Linked DNA regions of Macaca mulatta: region 2 is linked to region 1. A link is a contact called in public Hi-C data. All regions are on one chromosome and are shown on one strand. The core of a region is the stretch at or near the end of the contact, and the rest is flanking DNA. Distances in the headings are between cores, read along the strand shown.

Region 1 (5,461 bases), core at 1,580-4,079:
TGATTTTCACCCCAGGATGCAATACTGTTTTTGACTTGCTTGCTTGGCTGGGGGAAGGGCCATAATTTTAGAAGCTTCCATTTGGCTTTCTCCACTATGATAGCTCCTAAACCCTATAGGCCACCGATCCAATGTGGGTGCTGGGCCAATTTCTAGGTATATATATCCCAATTATATATTTGAGGACCAGAGAAATGACCCCTGATGGGTCCACAGACCCAGTGGACCTTTGGCTGAGACTCCATTTATTTTTTATTCCTGTATAGATGGTTGCTCACTCGAAAAAGGGACTGTGATGACACTTCAGGCCCCCAGATCTCAATTCCAGCTCTAACCCTTGAAATGTTTGCATCTTCCTCTTTCTCTGATGTGTGGCCAGCCACTCAGTTGGTCATTTAGGGAATGGCAGGGGCAGTTGTTATGGCACATGGTGGTGCAGGGGACCTGGTCACCTCTCTAATTGTTGGGTTCCAGGCCCAGGAACTGAGCAAGGCATCATAATATTTTTTTGGGGGTGACTACATTCAGCCACTTGACCATCCATCCTTGATTTCTTTTGATGGTGTAAGGTAAATACCACCCTTGCAGTATGCAGGCTTGGCTGACTCCATGGGCACTCCAGAGCCAAAATGGCCCATCAGAGTTGTGAGTTGTCCTGCACTGGGCCAAACTGGCCTGGCTTTCATACTCTGCCTCCATCAGTTATTGGATATGGGCTGCCCTGGGGAGGGTGTGCAGGCTCTGAAGGAGGCCATGGCAGAAGGTAGGATTTCTAGCAGTTGGGACAAGTCCTTTCTTGAAGTGGACCTAGGTGGCACATGCAGGCTCTTTGGAGACGCCATCACAGATAATGAGGGAGGTTCTTGAGGACATGAAAGGACAGGGTCAGAGCACAGGTGGATGGATTGACCTTCAGTGCAAGGAGGTCACCATCACAGAGAGGGCAGGAGGAAAGATAGGATCCAATGAAGACAAGCGTTTCAGGAGAGGGACCAGGAACTGGGAAGATCCGGCCTTGTCACCTCTATTTTCTTCATACCATCAGAAGCAAGGGTGTCTGCTCAACCTGGGTTTGGGTCAGCTCAGGGCTTGGGGAGCATACTCAAGGGGAGTGAGAGAGGACGCTGTCCAGCGACTGCAGGGCAGTGTTCCGGGGCCGCTGATGTTGGGCATGACTGGCTGTGACCCTCTCCTGTGTGTTTCCCCAGCAGTGACAGAGCAAAGCCGGAGAGAGAGAGGAGCACTGAGGTTTTGACACATGTATAGCCAGTGAAACCATCCTTACAATCCAGATTTAGAAATTTGCCATGCCAGCCAGGCCTGGAACTCTCCACCGGTAGGTAACTTTGTTTCCTTAATCTTTGGGTCCTCCTAGCTGATGAAGAGCTATCTATTTTGGTCCCTCAGATCACAGTGTAAAGGGATAAACAACCATGGTATAGCCATACAATGGAACACTGCTAAGCAATACAAGGACACAAGCTATTGACACGCACGCAGATTAACCCACGATAATTATGATGAAGGAAAGAAGCCGGACAAAAAACAGTACTTACTGTGTGATTCCACTGATATAAAACTCCGGAAACTGCAAGCTAATTTATGTGGCCGGAAGCGGATCAGTGGTTGGGGGCAGGAGTGATTATGGAGGGCAGGAGGGGTACTGGATGCGTTCAGTCTGTGGATTGTGATGATGATTTCACTGGCTATAACATGTGTCAAGACTTCAATTTGTACACTTTGTATGCGTGCAGTTATTGTATGTTAATAACGTTTTAATAAAGCTGTTAAAATATTGACCTGAAAATTAACTGTATTATTGAATCATCGATAATTAGCGAATAGAACGAAACTATGGAAAATGTCCTTTTAAATTTCAATTAGATCTATTGGACGTTTAAAAAGCAGACCTTTGATAGTTCCAAGTTAAATCGCTAAAGTCAGTTGTAACAGAATCTGACAAAATGGGCTGTTTTCTTTTACCACCTTTTCTCTTAACCCATTGAAGCCTTTGTTACTGAGGGTCTCTCCACAGGTATGACAATGGGATGATTCATGGTGCTTCCCATGAAACTCTCTTGCCATCCTTTCCACGTCTCGGAAAGGCTCCTGTTCTTATTTGCATTTTGCAGATGAGGAAACTGAGTCTCAGCGAGGTTAAAGGGGTAGCCCGAGGCCATGTACATGACTGCAGCTCGGGGCTCGGCGTCCAAAAGGGTGCCTGCTCATCCTCCTGCCAACTTAGTTGACACAATTTTCCTTTCTAAAGGCTTTCTCCCAATACCGTTGCCATTCTTAATTAGGGCTAGGTACAGTCGAAGCCTCCCTGGAGTTAAAGGGCTGCCAGGAGGAGGAGGTGGGACGGAAGGTGGCCGTTTTCAGGGTGCTTAAAGAACTAATTAAAAGTGAAAGTCTGTCGGGCGAAGTGTCACGGCCTGGCAGGACCGTGCGGCTGGCTTCAGCCCTTGAATGCCCCACGTCAATAATAATTAGGGTGTGGGAGGAAACAAAGCGAGGGCGAGTTCTGCCGGGCGCCCGTGGGCTCCTAGAGGTCACTGTCGGACTCTGCGACTAAAGTGGGTTTTCCCAGTCTAGAGAGGTGCTGCAGCGCGGGAGAGGCCGGCAGGACCGCCCGGGACAGCTACTCCGCCCAGGGCCGGCAGCCGCCCCGCCTCGACCACGCCCCCAACCCTAGCCCGGATCGCCCCGCCCCGACCCCGCCCCTCACCCCTCCCCTCCCCGACCACGCCCCTCATCCCCGCCCCTCCGGGGCCGAAAGCGAAAGCGCGCTCGGTGTCTCGGTGCTCGCTCCATCGGGTCTGGCTGGGCCGGCAGCGGCGAGGACCCGGGTGCAGCGCCGGGAGCCGTGGGGCGGCATGGAGGGTCTGGTTGCCGCCGCCGGCGGGGACGTCTCCCTGCACAACTTCAGCGCCAGGCTGTGGGAGCAGCTGGTCCACTTCCACGTCATGCGGCTGACGGACTCGCTGTTCCTGTGGGTGGGGGCCACGCCGCACCTGCGCAACCTGGCGGTGGCCATGTGCAGCCGCTACGTGAGTGCCGGGCGGCCGCGGGTGTGGGTGCGGGCGGCGGGGCGGGGCCGGGTGGCGGGGCCTGCGCGAGCTGCCGCCCCCCAGGCCCCTCTTGGGTCCACAGGGCGCCCGACTCCCCCGAAGCCCTCCCGCGGGGTGTCTTAGGGAACCCGCGGGCGCCCGGGCCTGCACCACCCCGGGAGCTGCGCGCGGGCCCCGAGCCCCTCTCCCTGCCCCGCCGCCCGCAGCTGCGTCCCGCCCTGGTCTCTGTAGGTCGGAATGTCCTGGGCTCCTCCTCGCCACACGCGCGCTGGGGGACGCGTCTGCCTCGTAGCTCTCGTGCCGTATGGATTTTGAGCACACTGATCATATTTTGGGGACTCCTGCGTCTCCACCTGCAGTCTCAGGCATTTCGCACTAGGCCCTCTTAGGGCAAACATCAGGCCCTCTCCCCAAGCCTGCACCCTCCTCCGCCTGACCGGCGCTGGGATGGCAGCTCCATCCTCCTGGCTGTGCGCTCGGAGCCTCGCAGTCGTCTTGGATTCCTGTTTCTTCACACTCCTCTTTCTCAGCACTCCACGCGTTGAGTCCCTAGGCACTGCCGCCAGTCAAAGCAGACAAAACCCAAGCCGCCCTCACCTCCTTCACCCTGCCACGCTGGGCCAAGCCTGGGACATTAACCATTTCCCCTCCTCTCCCGCCTTTCCGGCTTTGCGCGTCGCCGCCTGGTTTCCCCTGGTTTCCTGAGGCTGCTGTAAGAAAGTGCCACAGACCGCGTGGCTTAAAACAACAGAGGTTTATTCTCAAAGTTCTGTAGACAAAGTCTCTCTCTGTCACCCAGGTTGGGGTACAGTGGCATTCTTAGAGCTCACTGTCACCTCAAACTCCTGGGCTCAAGGGATCCTCCTTCCTCAGCCTCCCGAGTAGCTAGGACTAGACATGTGCCACCGTACCTGGCTAATTGTCTTTTTTGTAGAGATGGGGGTCTCACTATTTTGCCCAGGCTGTTCTTGAACTCCTGGCCTCAAGTGATGATCCTCCTTCCTCAGCCTCCCAAAGTGAGCCCGACTCTTTTCTCATAAGGACATCAGTAATGTTGGATTAAGGGCCCACCCTACTCCAGTATAACCTTGTCTTAAATTACATCTTTTTTTTTTTTTTTGAGACAAAGGCTTGCTCTGTCGTCCAGGCTGGAGTGCAATGGCGTGGTCTCGGCTCACTGCAACCTCTGCCTCCTGGGTTCAAGCAGTTCTGCCTCAGCCTCCTGAGTAGCTGGGATTACGGGTGCGAGCCATTACGCCGGGTTAATTTTTGTATTTTTAGTAGAGCTGAGGTTTCATTATGTTGGCCAGGCTGATCTCGAACTTCTGACCTCATGATCTGCCCGCCTCTGCCTCCTAAAGGGAAGCAAGTCCCTCTGGAAGTAAAGAATCTTTATGCTAATCTTTATCCTAAAGTGCTGGGATTATAGGCGTGATCCGCCGTGCCCGGCCTAAATTACATCTTAATTACATCTGCAGAGGCCCTGTTTCCAAACAAGGTCACATTCACAGGTACCCAGAGGTTAGGACTTCAACATATTTTTTGCAGGGACACAATTCAAGCCACAACACTGCCTTGTAACCAGCGCAACAGAATGATAGTTTTAAGACTTAAGTTGGGGCCGGGTGCGGTGGCTTAAGCCTGTAATCCCAGCACTTTGGGAGGCCGAGATGGGTGGATCACGAGGTCAGGAGATCGAGACCATCCTGGCTAACACGGTGAAACCCCGTCTCTACTAAGAAATACAAAAAACTAGCCGGGCGAGGTGGCAGGCGTCTGTAGTCCCAGCTACTCGGGAGGCTGAGGCAGGAGAATGGCGTAAACCCGGGAGGCGGAGCTTGCAGTGAGCTGAGATCCAGCCACTGCACTCCAGCCTGGGCTACAGAGCGAGACTCCGTCTCAAAAAAAAAAAAAAAAAAGAAGTTGGATATTTTCATTTCTCTGCTCAAAACCTTTCACGAGGTGAACTCAGAGCACCCAAGGACTCCAGTGACCTTCGGGCTCTGTTGCCTCTTAGGGCTCCTCCCTGTCCTCCAGCTTGGCAATGCTGGTCTCCCAGCCGCGTTAGCTCCCTCTCTCAGCCGTTGAGTGTTTCACGGTGAGGTTGGTCTGCTTGCCCAGGGTGAGCGTGTGTATCTCTAGCTCCTGATGCACCACTCTCTAAGTCCCTGTGGAATGAATGAGTGAGGCCCCCTCAGCGAGACTCTTCTGAAGCCAGTGAGGCAGTGATGACTGAGGGTGCTGGGGGCGGGAAGTCCTGGGCGAGCCCTTTCGTTGTGCACAACAGCACCCAGAAAGACCTCAGGAAGGAGATGGCATCTGGATTCCTTTCTTGCTTTTCTTTTCCTCGGTGTTTCCTTTTTTATTTTTTCTTTTCTGGAGGGGCCTGG
Region 2 (5,461 bases), core at 2,218-4,717, 130 kb before region 1:
CTGCCACGGAGGCTGCCTTTCCTGAGCATAATCCCCTTTTACCCTCCTGCTGCCAAGCAGGTGACAGGATGCTGATGGTGAGAAGAACACCTCCCTGCCAGTGCCTTTTGGCCCTCAGGATGAGAGGCCTGCAGCAGCACTGCTGTCCCTGCGCCTGGCTCTGGGGCCTTCCCTTCACCCCCACTCTCAGCACCATGGTGGGAAGAACCAGGTTTGCCTGTGAGGAGTTACGTACAAAGCCCAAGCTCCACAAGAACACTGCGGTTAACAGGCAGAGCCAAGTAAGCAGGATGACACAGAGCAGCAAAGGAGAACTGAGACTGTCGGTTCGGAAACAGACATTCACACCCTAGGTTATTACTGGTAATAGAGACCTACTTCCAGCTCCCACAGTCCTGCTTGGTGGATTTTCCACTTGTTGCTACAATCATCATCTTTGCTTTGGGTCTGTCATGTGAAGTTAGGGTTTCAGGAATAAAATGTTTAATAAATCACAAAATGTTTTAGGCAGTATTTTGAGGTACATTTTAATGTGGTATTTATGAAAGGAAAAGCATTTTCTAAGTATAATAAAGGCATAAATAAAAACAGGAGTGTAAATCTTCGAGATCTTAGAAGCAGCTGATTTCAGAGAAATCACTGAAAGGTTAATGCTACTACAGTGATTTTTACAATATGTAATAATCCAAGTATACGACCAGGTATCGTGGCTCATGCTGGTAATCCCAGCACTTTGGGAGGCCAAGCTGGGAGGATTGCTTGAGGCCATGAGTTGGAGACCAGCATAAAACAACATAGCAAGACCCAATCTCCACAAAAACAACAACAAAAAAAAATTAGCCAGGTGTGGTGGTATATGCCTGTAGGCCTAGCTTCTTGGGAGGCTAAGGTGGACGGATCACTTGAGCCCAGGAGTTTGAGGCTGTGGGGAGCTGTGATCACACCATGCCTCAATCATCATCATCATCATCATGCAAGTATAGAGTCCTGAAACTGAGAGCTCAAAAACTCCCCTCTGTCACTTTTCAGCTGTGTCACCCCGGGCTTGCTTCCTAACCTTTCACCATCATTATCCAAGTATAGAGTCCTGAAATTGAGCAGCTCAAAATTACTTTTCAGCTGTGTCACCCAGGGCTTGCTTCCTAACCTTTCTTAGCCTCAGATGCCTCATCTATAAATGGGGAGTGCAATAGCACAAAAGGCTGATGTGAAGATTAAAGAAATATGCATCATAAGATGCGTGGCACAAAATGGCAGTTTTTTAAGCTGCACAATCTTGCTGTATATAAAGAACTGGTTGTCAGATATGTTACTTAAAAATAGTGACACCAGGCTGGGTGCGGTGGCTCACACCTGTAATCCCACTTTGGGAGGCCGAGGCGGGTGGATCACCTGAGGTCAGGAGTTCAAGACCAGCCTGGCCAACATGGCAAAACCTCATCTCTACTAAAATTACAAAAATTAGCCTGGCATGGTGGCGGGTGCTTATAATCCCAGCTACTCGGGAGGCTGAGGCAGGAGAATCGCTTGAACCCGGGAGGCAGAGGTGGCAGTGAGCTGAGATCGCGCCATTGCACTCCAGCTGAGCAACAAGAGTGAAACTCCATCTCAAAAAAAAGAAAAAAATAGTGACACCAAAGACCTAAAAACTCAGTGCTACTGTTTTGCTTAGCACTAGGGTAACTGGTGTTGAAACTGTACAGACAGCTATTTTTATCATTTCTGAGATGAAACCCCAATCAACATATCAGGAAAAAAGGAAATACCTCACCAAAGATTGCTGAAAGTCAAATGATTAAATTCCACTCAAACATTATATATGTCTCTTTCCTTTTATTCAGGAATTAATGTGATAGAGTTATGTTGAGAGTATATGAAAACTTTTGCATAGTCTGTATTTAGGCCAAAACTGCCTTTACTACTCAAGAAACTCCAAAGGGCCAGTGAGGACACTGCAGGTGGCAGACATTTCCATGAGTAACACCTACAAGCACTGTGCCCACAGGACTGACTGACACCAAAAAGGTCTCTTGGAGGGACAGTCATGCAATATGCAAAGAAGCTGTTGTCTCCAATTATTCAAGCCAAGGCTACAACAGTAGCCACAAATCTGCCAGTTATTTCCAATTAAGGCAGAACGATAGACTTAAAGCAATAGTGGTTTTTTTCTCCACTGAGCTTTCAATTAGATAATGTCTATAACATTTATAAAGCTGGAATTATATAGTCAAAGCAAACATTAAGTGTGGTAAAACATACATAAAATTACCACTTAAACCACTTTTAGGTGTATAGTTCAGTGGCATTAAGTACACTCACAATGTTATGCAGCCATCACGAAAATCCATCTCCCCAAACTGAAACACTGTCCCAAGGAAACACCAACTTTCCATTCCCACTTCCACCAGCCCCCGACGACCTCCACTGTATTTTCTGTCCCTAGAAGTTTGACTCCTCTAGGCACCTTATTATATAAGTGGAATCACACAGTATGTCTTTTTGTGACTGGCTTACCTCCCTCAGCATAGTGCCCTCCAGGTTCATGTAGTAGCATGTGTCAGAATTTCGTTCTTTGTTCAGGCTAAAAAATGCTCCATTGCATGCACAGGCAACATTTTGTTTATCCATGTATCTGGTTTTGGACACTTAAATTGCTTCCACTCTTTTGGCTATTGTGAATAGTGCTGCTGTCAACATGAGTGTAAAAACATTTCTTCTTGTACACCCTGTTTTAAATTATTTTGGGTTATATACCCAGGAAAGAAAATACTGGATCATATAACTGATTTTCTGAGGAACGACAGTACTGTTCATCACAGTGGCTGCACCATTTTACATTCCCAACAGCAATATACAAGGGCTTCAATTTCTCTACATCTACACCAACAATAATTTCTGGGGGTTTTGCTAGCAGCCATCCTAATGGGTGTGAAGTTGTATAAAGAAAATTTAGATCTCATCATCTCTGAAAAGCAAATACACTTCCACCGTTAGTAGCCGGCTTAGAGCCAGAGCCCCGCGTGGACGCCCACCCAGCGAGGGCGCTATGGTTGGCAGCCTCGACTCCTGGAAAGGCCACGGTCGCTGAGGCGACGAGCGGGGGCGGGGCAGCGCCGACTGGGACACTCAGCCCGGGAGCCAGAGCCAGCACGAGAGGGGACGGTCTTTGCAGGTGCAGGCAGTTCCAGGACTGGGAAACCACGAGCCGAGTTTCCGTCGCCCACAGGAAAGCACCCGGCGGGGCGGGGCTTCGGGGCGGGGCTTCGGGGCGGGGCCTCGGGGCGGGGCCTCGGGGCGGGGCTTCGGGGCGGGGCTTCGGGGCGGGGCTTCGGGGCGGGGCTTCGGGGCGGGGCTTCGGGGCGGGGCCGGAAGGGTAGAGGGCAAAGCAGGATGGAGCGGCGGGGTGGGCGGGGTGGGCGGAGTGGGCCGCGGACCGCCCTGGGTCTCAGCGCATGCGCGCTCCCGCCGGCGACGCGACTTGTGACCATGGTGGCTGTGCTGGGTGGCCGAGGCGTGTTGCGGCTGCGGCTGCTGCTTTCGGCGCTGAAGCCCGGGATCCACGTCCCACGGGCCGGACCCGCGGCCGCCTTCGGGTAATGGCGGCCACCCCGCCCCTGGGATCCCCAGCATCCGCGCGCTCGAGGGGCGGCGGGAGGGGCGCGTGCCGACCGCAGGAGTTCCGGGCGTGTGGGCACTGGGCGTGGGCGAGGTCCGGCCGCCCTGCCGCCCTTTGTGCCGCGAGACCCCGATCTTGGGGTGCAGCCGCGCTTGGTGCGCGAGTCCCTCGATCGTGCATGCGCCTCGGTCAGCCTAAGTTCAAAGAGTCCGGAGCAGTAGAGGCCTTGGGCCGTGGAGTGCAGCCCCTTCAGTGTGCAGACCAGAGAGACCCAGGGAGATACTTTTGCCCGCAGTATAGACTCACCCGTGACGAAGCACGGATTAGAATCCCAACACCCTTATTAGTCCATTGCTCTGTCCAGAGTCCACACTGTAAGGGCATAAGGACAATAATCTCTTCTTCCTCCTATGTCAGAAATCAGCCTGAGAATGACTGTGCCCATTAGCTCTCTAGTACCGCTAAGGCCTTAATCCCGGGTCCCGAGAGCCCTAAGTCTTCTCTTTGCTTGCTGATCTCGTACCTTAATGTGCAAAAGAATCACATTGGGAACTGTGAAAATTCAGAATCCTGGGCCTCACTCCCAGAGGATCTGATCTACATGTGTGGAGATGCCCAGGAACCTGCTTTATTCTCATTTGTCGTCCCACCTCTCCCCCATTTCAGGTAAAACAATAACAAAAAACTGGATTAATTTCTGACCTTCCGTCTTGAAAATGAATGTTCTTGGTCCCCAGAGATACTGGGCAGAAATGTGGATATAGCGGCATGAAGCTTGTTTTACTTTATTGTCTACATACATCCCTACACACATGCAAACGCACGTATACAACGAACGTACACAGTGCATGTGCTCAGTTGACTGTTGATGGGCTATTTCCATGAAGTCAATACTAGATAGGTACACAGCGTTTAGAACTTTACTTGATCCAACATAGAAACTTTTAGTTTGAAAACTTGATTTAGGAGGAGAAAAGAGGGCAAAACTGACCAACTTTTAAAATTTCATATTGCAATTGACTAGCTCCTTTAATTTTAGAATTATTATAAGATGGTCAGGGCTATTTTGATAGATGGAAAAACATGTCAATGGCTACAGCTGCCCAGGCTGGAGTGCAGTGGTGTGATCTTGCTCACTGCAACCTCTGCCTCCCAGGTTTAAGGGATTCTCGTGGTCTCAGCCTCCCAAGTAGCTGGGATTACAGGCACCCGCCACCATGCCCGGCTAATTCTTGTATTTTTAGTAGCGATGGGGTTTCGCCAGGTTGGCCAACCTGGTCTCGAACTCTTGACCTCAAATGATCCACCCACCTCGGCCTCCCAAAGTGCTGGGATTACAGGCGCTCTCGGCCTACCAATATAGTTCTGATAGGTTATTTAATGGTTGAGGAAGGCCCCATTCACCGAGTTGCATTGCAGGTCATTCTTCCTAAAATATCTCTGAAAAAACAGGTTTCTCTGGATTTCGTACTGCCATTTTATACATGCAGCTGCAAGTTGATATGACATATAATCTAGAAAAACAGGCAGTGGTGTTAGTTAATCCTGAAACGCAGCTGTAGCTCAGTGTCAGTAGGTAAAAGGATTCATGTAAAAACTTAGCTTCAGAATAGCCACTGCCCAACCTACAATTGACTTGTGTTCCAAAAACTTGTTTGTAAGTCTGCTGTTTGGAACTTTGACCCTTATTTCAAAATCTGTAAGGTGATTTATTCCTGGGTCAGGTCAAAAAAAAAACTTTTCTACCTGAAATTGTGTATTATGTACAGTTACAGATATTAATAATTCACATAACCTAACAATCTTCCTAAAAAACATTTTCCAAGTTCAACCTTGGGATGCCCT

Evidence for each region. Hi-C and Micro-C count contacts between places; a contact is called where the count stands out from the background.
Region 2: a contact with region 1 is called in a Hi-C map of fetal cortex germinal zone, with 3 times the contacts expected there. The contact joins the promoter of BPHL here to the promoter of PSMG4 in region 1. A contact is called at or near these places in 7 of 14 Hi-C or Micro-C datasets (CD4 T cells, blood, cortical neurons and 4 more).

The regions. Positions count from the first base shown.
Region 1 is chr4:180,013,040-180,018,500 of T2T-MMU8v2.0, reverse strand. It overlaps PSMG4 (proteasome assembly chaperone 4), which reads left to right and starts at 2,829. Exons shown (of 3, transcript NM_001261808.1): 1 at 2,829-3,050. The coding sequence starts at 2,877.
Region 2 is chr4:180,145,517-180,150,977 of T2T-MMU8v2.0, reverse strand. BPHL (biphenyl hydrolase like) reads left to right here and starts at 3,467. Exons shown (of 6, transcript XM_015135441.3): 1 at 3,467-3,593. The coding sequence starts at 3,487.